Linked DNA regions of Mus musculus: regions 2 and 3 are each linked to region 1. A link is a contact called in public ChIA-PET and promoter capture Hi-C data. All regions are on one chromosome and are shown on one strand. Each heading gives the region's core, a stretch centred on a gene start, on an enhancer-like site or on the middle of the called end of the contact. The rest is flanking DNA. Distances are from core to core; before and after follow the strand shown. Region 1 holds the start of Abcb1b (ATP-binding cassette, sub-family B (MDR/TAP), member 1B). Region 2 overlaps Abcb1a (ATP-binding cassette, sub-family B (MDR/TAP), member 1A). Region 3 holds the start of Crot (carnitine O-octanoyltransferase).

Evidence for each region. ChIA-PET counts read pairs in DNA pulled down with a chosen protein or histone mark. Capture Hi-C pulls out chosen DNA fragments and counts their contacts.
Region 2: a contact with region 1 is called in an RNA polymerase II ChIA-PET map of effector CD8 T cells, with 78 read pairs. The contact joins the enhancer-like site here to the promoter of Abcb1b in region 1. A contact is called at or near these places in 4 of 39 promoter capture datasets (the C10 cell line and liver), 5 of 484 Hi-C or Micro-C datasets (B cells, LSK cells, Th1 cells and 2 more), 11 of 115 datasets of contacts at active chromatin or transcription factors (the 230-238 cell line, CD8 T cells, bone marrow-derived macrophages and 5 more) and 3 of 9 other capture datasets (adipose tissue, liver and pancreatic islet).
Region 3: a contact with region 1 is called in a promoter capture Hi-C map of adipose tissue. The contact joins the promoter of Crot here to the promoter of Abcb1b in region 1. A contact is called at or near these places in 8 of 39 promoter capture datasets (the 3T3-L1 cell line, 3T3-L1-derived adipocytes, the C10 cell line and 3 more), 4 of 115 datasets of contacts at active chromatin or transcription factors (the SCID.adh cell line, effector CD8 T cells, microglia and 1 more) and 2 of 9 other capture datasets (adipose tissue and liver).

The regions. Positions count from the first base shown.
Region 1 is chr5:8,796,323-8,799,834 of GRCm38.p6, reverse strand. Abcb1b (ATP-binding cassette, sub-family B (MDR/TAP), member 1B) reads right to left here and starts at 1,688. Exons shown (of 28, transcript NM_011075.2): 1 at 1,546-1,688; 2 at 1,029-1,099. The coding sequence starts at 1,093. It overlaps Gm5106 (predicted gene 5106), which reads left to right and starts at 1,312. Exons shown (of 3, transcript NR_152133.1): 1 at 1,312-1,891.
Region 2 is chr5:8,667,460-8,670,868 of GRCm38.p6, reverse strand. The region is part of intron 5 of Abcb1a (ATP-binding cassette, sub-family B (MDR/TAP), member 1A); the gene reads right to left. Among named protein-coding and RNA genes, the nearest start is that of Gm31157, 27 kb to the left of the region's middle. Within about 2 kb of position 2,123, at least 38 of the 459 cell types and tissues checked have an H3K27ac peak or open chromatin away from gene starts, as enhancers often do. A contact at or near this core is called in CD8 T cells, Th1 cells, effector CD8 T cells and 2 more, where this site is marked.
Region 3 is chr5:8,995,558-8,998,817 of GRCm38.p6, reverse strand. It overlaps Crot (carnitine O-octanoyltransferase), which reads left to right and starts at 1,672. Exons shown (of 18, transcript NM_023733.3): 1 at 1,672-1,714; 2 at 2,271-2,366.

The DNA of each region.
Region 1 (3,512 bases), core at 439-2,938:
TTGTATTTTATTTATTGTGTTTGGATGCATCCACAAGCGTGACAAGCAAGGCAACGGCCTGTGCAGGTCAAGATCAACTTGAAGCTTGCAGTTGGTTTCTGATTCTACCACATGGGTTCTGGAAAAGGAATTCAAAACTAGGCTTGCCAGTCTTGGAAGGAGGCCTTTGGGACCATCTTGCTGGTCCTCCTGTGTCTTCTGACCAGTCCATTAAATCCTGCTTCCTTGTTTGTTAGTACTGGAAACTCCAGGCTCACTTTGTATTTTCTCTGCAATAGGTCTGGCTGAAGTTAACTGTTCTATGCCGTGTACCTTTCTTTACTAGAAAACTTCAAGAGTGTCTTTCTGTACTACCCTTTTCAGTGGACTAAAAATGAGTGACTGAAAAAAATCATACTGATGTTTCTTATTCTAATTTCACATTATTAAATGTAAAGTTTACTTTCACTTTGTACTTTCCCTCTTTATACTGAAATCTTGTTTCCGAATACTATTAATATAGCTACTAATTCCTATTATCTTAGTTTACAATTTTCTATATATAATGAACCCACTGAGGTAAGTTTTTAATTACTGGCGACACGCAGTCCACTATGATAAAAATATATTGAGAGTAACTATTTTCTCTTAGCAATTACAGTTTCAATTTTTCTAATTTAAGTATAGGTAAGCAACCTTAAACCATATAACTGTATTGTTCTGTTTCACCTGTTATGCCACATTCTGTGTTTGTATACGTGTTTATCAGAAGATAATGGGCCACAGTGAGCACCCAAGCAGCATAAGGCTCAAGGCATGAGCGATCAACAGCGCTCAAAAAAGCCGAGGTCATAAAACTAAAAAGATGTGAGTAGAGGCTGAATTCACAGAAGCATCCATCTGTCACACACATCTGAAGGACTGCTCCAAGCAGAGGAGTTCCTTCCAAGGGCTGAAATAACGCCCACGCCCACTAATCATTTAAAACAGTGCCGGAGGCTACAAATTGGCCAGAATGTACAAGCACGAACGTGAAATAATTTGGCTACCTCTTTTTGCCCATCTTCGAGAAGTTCTTGTCTGCTCTTCCCTTAAGGTTCTCTTCAAACTCCATCACCACCTGAGGAGAAACCAGTTCATTAGCCAAACACGTGGCCGCGGGGACCAGAACCTAGGCAGAGCTCACTGCCCCACGGAGCCAAGAGAGGAGGAGGAGCCCCGCCCTGATGCTCCTGGGGCCGGGCCTGGGGGTAACTCACCCCGGGGAATCCCGGGAAGCTGTGTCACCCGCGTGGACCGGGTGCTCGGCTCTGGGTCCCGCCACCCCGCCCTGCTGGGTCCCTTCCGCCCTGGCGCGCTCCTCCACCAGCCCGCGGCTGCGAGCTGGGCAGCGAGATCCACAGCACAGGGCTGGCGCGGAAAACACCGTCCTGAAGGCTGCTGCTGCGGGTGCTCTTGGAGCGACTTGTGGCTGTCGCCACTTGGTCCCCACAGACTCAAGAGGACGCTACCACCCGGACCGGACTCAGGCATCCGGAGCACCGCACTCTTCCGAGAACTGCCTACCTCACGTGCCACCTCCGGGTTTCCTTCGCAAAGTCAGCCAAGATGTAGAATTTGGAAGTAGCTCTGAGTTGAGCGGAACCTCAGAAGATGGAAGCAGCGGCCTCAGCCTCTTACGGCTTCAAGAGCCACTGCGGGAAGGAGCCAGAGGGCTTCCTCGGGCCCCGGATTAAAATAGATGCCAGCGGCCGCCCTAAGGCCCGGCAGCCAATCAGCCTGGTGGGTGGGATTGGGCATGGGCAGCTGGAGCGGTTGCGAAACAGGAGATACTTCCAGGCTTACCCTGATTTTTTTGAGAAGGGCGCTGGTTCCCTCAGACATTTACATAGACTTGTCTTTACGTGTTCAGGTAAGTGTCCATACAGAAGTGTATATACCTGGATAGTACACAGTTGGTTCTCTGATGAGTCATACTTAAAAAGACACTTTCCCTGACATAGCTAATCTAATATAATTAATAAAGCAACCAGGGACCTTGCTTATTCTGTAAAGTTTTTTTTTTTTTTCTGACAGCATTGCTTTCTAGGCTGGTAGAAATTTTTCTGTGAAATATATATATATATATATATATATATATATATATATATATATATATATATGGTCTTGGCTTGGATGATAGTCCTATACAATTTCAAGGTAGAAATGATATTTCAAAGTACATAGTATTTTCAACTTCTAACTCTGGAATCAATATCTGTGTTTTTTCCCAGGGCATATCAAGTTCTTAGATGTTCTGGAATTCTGACTGATGCAGATATTTGCGTGTAGCAGGTCTTTTTCTGTCTACTTGTAACTGACTGTGACCTAACTTGCTGGCAACTCAGTGGCTGAGAAATGTCAACCTGAGATAGACAGAGTTCCTTGTCTCAATGACATTGAAGCACTGACCACCTGGGTGGAGACTCCTGTTTCTTCTACCAAGATGTCTGTTTCCACAGATAGCAAGAAGTAGCCACCTTTGTTTTTATTTAACTCATTGTCTATGGGGTGAGCTGGGGTCTCCTTCTTGAACAAGATGGAGATTTTACTTGGTCTTTAAAATTGGCTTTATTAAGGTAAGGACACACCACGAAAGGAGATCTGTGCCTTACCTGCTCCTCGGGGGCTTCAGGGTGAGGACAGAGCAGTTTGTCATCCTAGGGCCCAGACCATCTTTTCCCTGGCTGTTAGTGTGGTTACCTCATGTCTGACTACGAGCCCTGTTACTAGCTCCCAGGCCTGCAGGTTCTTCCGCTCTTCAGCTTCCTTTTAACCCCGGCACCCCTTCTCATCTCAACATGCGTGGGACTTGCAGTTCACCCTTAAAATCTGTGGGGAGCGAGCTCCTTCAGCAGAACTGTTAAATATAGCACTTTAAGGAGTTGTCACTTGTGTTACCAACAGTAATGACAGGAGCAAGGCTCGAAAACAAAGCTATAAGGTAGGTTTATGAGATAGTGTTTAGATTTAGGAATGACAGAGAGTGCAGCTCCCTCACCTAATTCAGCAATGTCAACAGTACAGCCACCTGCCATCCCAGCTTCCAGTGTTCCGGTGATGTACCAACAGGGAGAGAATGCACAGCCGTCCTGAAAGCCCGAACCATGTATTCTGTATCCCCTGAGTGACACATATGCCTCTTCACTTGCTGCCTTTCCAAGATGCCTGACCCATGCCCCTTATGACTAAGGACAGCTTTGAATGCAGCCCAACAAAAAAATTGTAAACCTACTTAAAACATTGTTTAAGATTTTTTTGTGTGTGTGAACATTTTCTGTAAAGCATGAACACTGTAGATAGGAATGCTGGGTCCCAACATCAAAAGGCTAGAAATGCCCAGAAGAAGAAAACTTCATTGTTTGTCAGAAGGTAAAGATATTTCTTCTTCTTTCTGCACTTAACCCACATCAACACCAACATCAACATCAACACCAACACCAACACCAACACCAACACCAACACCAACACCAACATCAACACCATAGATTTCT
Region 2 (3,409 bases), core at 874-3,373, 130 kb after region 1:
GGGAGAATTAGTCTCCTCAAGGATGAGCCCCTGATGGGTTAGCTAACACCAAGCAGTCAGTCCTGAAATGATACGCATACAAACAAGGCTACATGGATGCAGCAGGTTGTGTTTATATGTTGATGCATATATAAGTAAAAAGAGGCCAGGAACTTGGAAGAGGGTGGCTTATAGAACTAGAAAGAGAATGGGAGAGATGATGTAATTTATTATTACTAAAAAAAATTGAGCCTCAGTTTTGGTATTTATAAAATGTTTTAAAAAAATCAACACAGCTGTTACAAAGATTACAAAGCAATGCAGAAAACTTTTATCAAGAAGGTAGTATGAAACATGAAATATCCATTACTATTATTGGTTTGCAAACATAACTAAGAATTTTCAGACTCTCATAGTCAAAGAAGAAGAAGGCAAAGTTGTAACAACATATCAGGTACAGCATAAGACTGTATAAGCATATAACTTAACTAGTTATAGTTGAAGGCCTTTAACATAAAAGGAAATGGAAACTATTTGGTTAGAGACTGGTAGAAAGGACAGAGAAAGTAAACCAAGAACACAGAACGAAACAAACTGGTATTGAAAGCTAAAGGTGAATCGTGCCAGGGAAGAAGTGGAAAGTACAGGCAGAAAAGCCCTTTAGATAATATTCATGGCATGAATAGAAATATGACTTCACTAGAGCCACTGAGTTAGAGAATTCATTCACTCATTCAACATTTTAAGTTTGTTTAAAGAGCTAATGAGATTCATGTTTGGCTCTAAGTACTGGCAATGATGGTGGGTAACACAGGCTACCTGTCCTTAGAATGCTTAGAGTGCATGCAGTTGGGAATAGGAATGGATATGGTCACTATCCACCCAGTGTCTAGGAACCTACTAAGGCTCTGAGCACTCTTCTAGACTCCTGAGGAACAACAGTGAGCAAAACATTAAAACACTCCACTCTTGTGAGCACACATTCAGGAAAAAGAGAAACATCAGCAGTGGGGAAGCGGCTAAGCAGTTACAGGATATAACTTCAGGTGACTGATAGGGCCAGTGGGTTTAGACAGGCAGGTCAGGGAACATCTTTCTGAGATGAAACCTCAGTAACAGGAAGGATGCAGCTTTTGTTGTGGGGATCTCTAAGTCATGCATTCAAGTAGAAAGCATACATGCAAAGATGCTTAAGTAGACACAAGCTTGGTATATATTAAAGAACAAACACTATAATAAGAATGGGAGCAGATGTCTGTAATTAGATCATAAATAAGAGAGTCATACCATAAATGGTATGCATATAAGAAACAGCTTAGTTTTTACTCCAAAGTTTCCCTTAAGTAAAAAGGAAACGCATTAGAACCCTTAAGTAGAGAAGAAAAGCAGTACAGCACTCGAAGGACTGGACTGAAGTGAACTCGTGTGACTCTGACAGGTTGGCCTTGGGAAGTATGAAGCTGGAGTGGCTGCTAGAATAAAATAAAGCCTTGCCAGGAACGAGAGGCAAAGGAATGTCACTCCTAACATGTGCACAGTCTGGCCCTGGGACACTGTCTGTGAATGTGCTTTCTTACATTGTCTGACATGGTAAACAGGACTGCAGATGTTAGGAATCTGGGAAAGATTACCCTGGGACATTCAGATAAACCCACTGTAATCATAAAGATGCTTCTAAGAGGCAGGTAGGTGCTCAGAGACTATGGTGATACCAAGGAGGGGACATGGGAATGTAAGAGCCCCTAGAAGCTCAAAATGGGGAGGAAACAGATTCTTACCAAGAACCTCCAGAATGAATGCAATCTTCCTGACACACTGACTTTAGTTTACCCAAGAACTGGAAGAGCATAAATTTGTGTTGTCTTAAATCTATCTCGTGGCATTTTCTTCTTAAATCTACCTAATGGCATTTTCTACAGCAACACTATAGAATAAATGCACAGAGTCAAAAAGAGTGATAATAAAAAGAGCTAGCTTTCTTTAGAAGGAATCAGAAGCTATAACTGAAACTGATACATCTGAGTTCATGACTTCATGGACAGAGCCATCTTAGGAGAAGAGGACCATGGTGTAAGTATAATTGGCAAAGGCAGAGTATGGGTGGGGATGTTATAATTGAGTCAAAGAAAACAGTCTGGTCTGATACAGCTACTAAAATAGAAGGATGACTGGGGCATAGGTAAATGAAGCTGAGCAAGGAGGAGTAAGTAAGGGATATCATTGTGAATGGATAGAAAGAGTGCTTGGCATGAGGATCAAACACATTTCAAAAACATCTGTAAAGAAGCAGATGAATACCAGCTTTGTCAGTGATTCAGGGGATACAGGATTGAGAAACTCCTAAAGGGGAAAGGTGACACCAGAAGACAAAGAGGTGGGAGGAAAACCACACTGTAGTATCACAGAAACAATGCAGTGGCCATGACAAGGGCAGCTTCGAAGTCAGGCAGAGTTTTCAGATATCCACAGAGCTGAGTAAGTGATAGGGATAGAAACCAAATTCCAAAACATTCAAGCTAATTGGCAGCAAAGATTTAAGAGACTTGCCAATGGGCCAAACTCCATTCAGAAAGACTGGGGAAATGGAAGAAAAGGAGTGACCGTAGCTGTGTAGAGAAGAGGTGGGAACCAAAGTTCAAAGTTCAAGTGAATGATGTGATGTAAGAACTGGGCCAGGTGTGGTGGTACACAACTATAATCACATTACTTCTACTAAGCTAGAAAGAATATGCTCGTTTCAAGGCAGCATGGACTATACAGTAAGACTTTAAAGAAACAAACACCTCACTAACACTGGGTGTCTCTACCGTGAAGAACAGGAGGGAACAGATCCAAGTTCGGGTAGGTTTGTAAGATTATCACTGTTATAAAGGTCAAGGAGTGGTTGTTCATATAACAATAAAAGTCACAGGGTGAGTAAGAAGATCAGGAGTGGGAAGAAGACACTAAGCCAGGCGGCAAAGTCTTCAATGGCCAGATGGTCGTAAGATAACAGCATTAACAAAGAACTCTTCAGCTTCAGAGAGGTTACATTTTAACCAACCGTATGCTATCACAAACGATTACAGTTTTAAAAAGAAATAGTCTACTCATGTATCTAGGGAAAAGTTGTACCTTCCAGTACAATAGGTATGTGACTGTGAATTGTAGAACATTACATAACTTCTTAGTGTGCATTCTGCCCAGCTATGATAAGAGGATAAGAGGACTTCAAACATCAGACAATGCATGTAAGGTCCTGACCAAGGACTGGTTCCTGACTCTGAGTGCTGCCATGCATTTAGAATGATGATGGCTAATATGGTGCATAGTGTAGACAGCTCAGGGTTAAATCTGCCACAAAATGCTAACAGGGTGTGTGAACTTTGAGGAGCTCATTTTAAAGGAATCACAAACAACTTGGCACTTCTTCTTTTACTTCCACCTGTCC
Region 3 (3,260 bases), core at 423-2,922, 200 kb before region 1:
TGTTGCTATAAGACATACTCCAAAAGCTTGCAATATCTTCCTCAGCCATCAAGATCTGTCTATCCTGAGCTAAGAAATACAAGCTTGTTCAAATTTAATCTGAGTGCTACCGATTTTAAATTTGACATTAAAATATCTATTATACATTTGGTAGAAAACATTTTCAGGACTCTGCTTAATTACAGTTTTACAGAGATGGTCATTTTTCTCACATTCTCCAGGTTCTACTGATTTTTTTCAGTCCCGAGGTTGTTTTCTTTTTATGAGAAGCCAAGATCTTCATGGAGACACCGTTTCTGCTTAACAAAACCAGGAAGAAGAGAAACTTGCAGCAGGGCTTGAATGTAGCTCAGTGTTAAAGACCCTGCATAAAGGCCTGGTTTGGTGAGATTACCAAACTCACAAAAACAGTGAAGGTGAGTGACCCTAAATTCTTTGCCACCAGCAAACATTCAATATGCGTAAACTTCTAAAGAGGTGCCAAAATTTTTTTTACTAAAAAAAAAAAAAAAAAAAAAAAAAAAAGACAATGAAGGTTTCTGAGAAATCCAGTCAGTCTAAGAATTCTATTTTCGAAGCATAATATAATATCCGGAACGGAACACTTACATACTATGAGGGGGAAAAGTTCTTTAACACAGTCACTTTGACAAGCTTAGAGAGATTATCCAGCTTGATTATGTAATACCTCCAGCAACGCTGTGCAGTCATGAAACATATTAGTAATTCTGCGGGAAACTCAAAAGGATTTCGGAAAGACAGCAGCTTTTAATATACTAATTTGAAATGAAGTCATTAAACTGTTGAATAACTTAACTATGCAGGAGCAGGTAAAATATTTTTCCTTCCACGAAAACAAAACAGAAGTACAAATAAAAAGTGTATATAAGTTTAAAATTGTATCAATTTATTTCAGGAGGTAAATGAAAAAAAGGGCATTGACCTGTGAAACTAAAAATACCTCATAGTCTTCCTCTAGGACGTGCTAGCTTTTTAAAAACGCAACTTCTTGGATGATAAAAATATTCAGGCAAGGCCAAAGCTTGAAGCTTGACCATCGCTAGAGACTGCAAGGGCTTGCCCTAGATGGCTGGGAGTTGGCCAAATCTTAAGTCTCAAAGAGGCGACGAGGCCAAACCGGATCCATTCGCCTGCTATTCTCTTGCCAGCACACAGGGTAGACAAAATAAAATGTCTCAGTATAAATTCTTAAATTTATATCTAAAGTAGTATAAATGCTTGCCTGGGCCATGCAAAGGAGGCTGGCACAAAGAAGGGGGAGCGACTGGGAAGAAAGAACACAGCGCCAAGCCCCTAAGAGTTCGGCGAAAAGCAGGCTGAGCCGTGGGCCTCCTTACGCAGCCACAGGGCTGTGCCCGAGAGTGGGTAGATCTCTGGACGGAGGCCAATCTCCCGCAGCATCCGGAAGGAAGCTGCTGTAGCGGGGACTGCAGGGCGCTTATCTGACTTTCTGCTGCGTTCCCGGGGTCTGCAGCCTAGGACGCCACCAGAGCCCGAGAACCCGGCGGGGGCGGGACCAGCAAGCCTCGACAGCCCACCCCTTCCAGCGCGGGGTGGGACCCTCGCGGCTTCCCGTCCAATCCCGTTCCCCGACGCGCACAGGGCGGGACCCTCGCGGTTTTCCGTTCTGGTCCGGCCTCAGGACAGCCCAGAGCCTGCAGGCCGACGCAGAGGGACAAGAGGGGCGCGGGAGGTGAGGATTCTGGGGCCGGCTGCTCGCTCTCCTTCCCCTCCCACATGGCGAGGGGGTCGAAGGGTATTGCAGTAGCAGGAAGCCGAGCTGAGTGCAGTCGGGCTGTGCGCCCAGGCGCCCCGTCTGGCGCGGGCGTGGTGCCCCCCCCCCCCCCCGAGCATCTTGCCCTTCTGGTTTGGGGTGTCCTCTCTCAGTTGCACCGGCCTCGCTAGAGTGCTAGAGTGCTAGAGTGCTTGATCGATTGGTTGGTTTTGCGTGTGCATGTTTCTTGGTTTTTCTCCCCTTGTCCTTATCCTCGGTGAGAAGCTGCCCTTGTTTTGGTGGGAGGAGTTTCTGAACTTTATTGCTTTCTGCTTCTGCTGCAACCTCCCCGCGGGCACCGGAAGGTTCCCTGTGCCCCTTGGGTCCATCTGATAGGCTGCTTGGAACATAGCTAGCTCTGTAGTGATATAAATCTCATGTCTAGCAGATGTCCGTTCTCTGTATTTCCAGCTTCTGTCACTATCCTCTTCTCCTTTCCTGATCTTTACTTGAGTGTATTTCTTCCTTTCCACAGTCACCAGGCTTGGCCAGTTCGGGTTCCCTGTGGTTTCCTTTCCGAATTGTTCAAGCAGGCTCCTGGAGGTCCTGAGCACTTCTTCGTGGTTTACTGGTATGTGACCCTATTTGTTTACTTCCTGGTTCTATTTTCCCACCTCTCTCGCGTTCACATCACCTTGCTTTCAGAAAGTCCACTGTCATCGTTTTCTTAATTTTATTGGAATCGTTTAACTAGTTTTATATGGTTGAAAACTTAAGACAACTCTTAAAGAATCTGTAGTCGGCTTAACCTTGCAGGGGCTAAGCACTGCAGCAGGCATAAAATTAGTACTCTGGTCTTCTTTGTGGGATCTGTTAAATGACAAGGAAGTGTAATGAGATCAGCTTGCCCGGCATGCTTGCATTAGTTTCCTATTGCTGTTACAGCAGACAGTGACATGTTTAGCGGTTAAAGGAACACAGACTTTGAGTTTCTGAAGATCTGAAGTCCGAGCAAGCTTAGCTGCTTACCCTGCATGGACGCACAAAAGGAGAGACCAGGGTTTCTGTTATGAGTTACTTTCTGAAGTTTTAGGGGGAGACTCCCTTTTCAGGTTCATTCGAGTTGGCAGAGTCTAACCCCTGTTCACTTGCATTAGGATTAATCCCATTTCCTGCAAGTCCTGTTTGTCTCTGAGTTCGTTAAGGACATGGATGTAGACACAGATCATTAAAGACATAGATGTAGACACAGAGGTGTGGCAGTATCTCTGCTCAAGCACTCAAATGATTAGGTTAGGTCCTCTCTATTTTAAGCCTTTTTTTTTTTTTTTTTTTTTTTGTAGGTGAAACCCAGTTGCAACCATAGGAGTAATGATGTTCTATCATAATGACAAGTTCTGGGGACTAAAAAGAGTAGGTAGGAGTTAGGTCATCATAACAATTCTGCCCATTATAGTCCATAATATAGTTGTTTCAGGATGAGTTGTTTTTATGGCATTAAAAAGTCTGATGACTAATTATATGG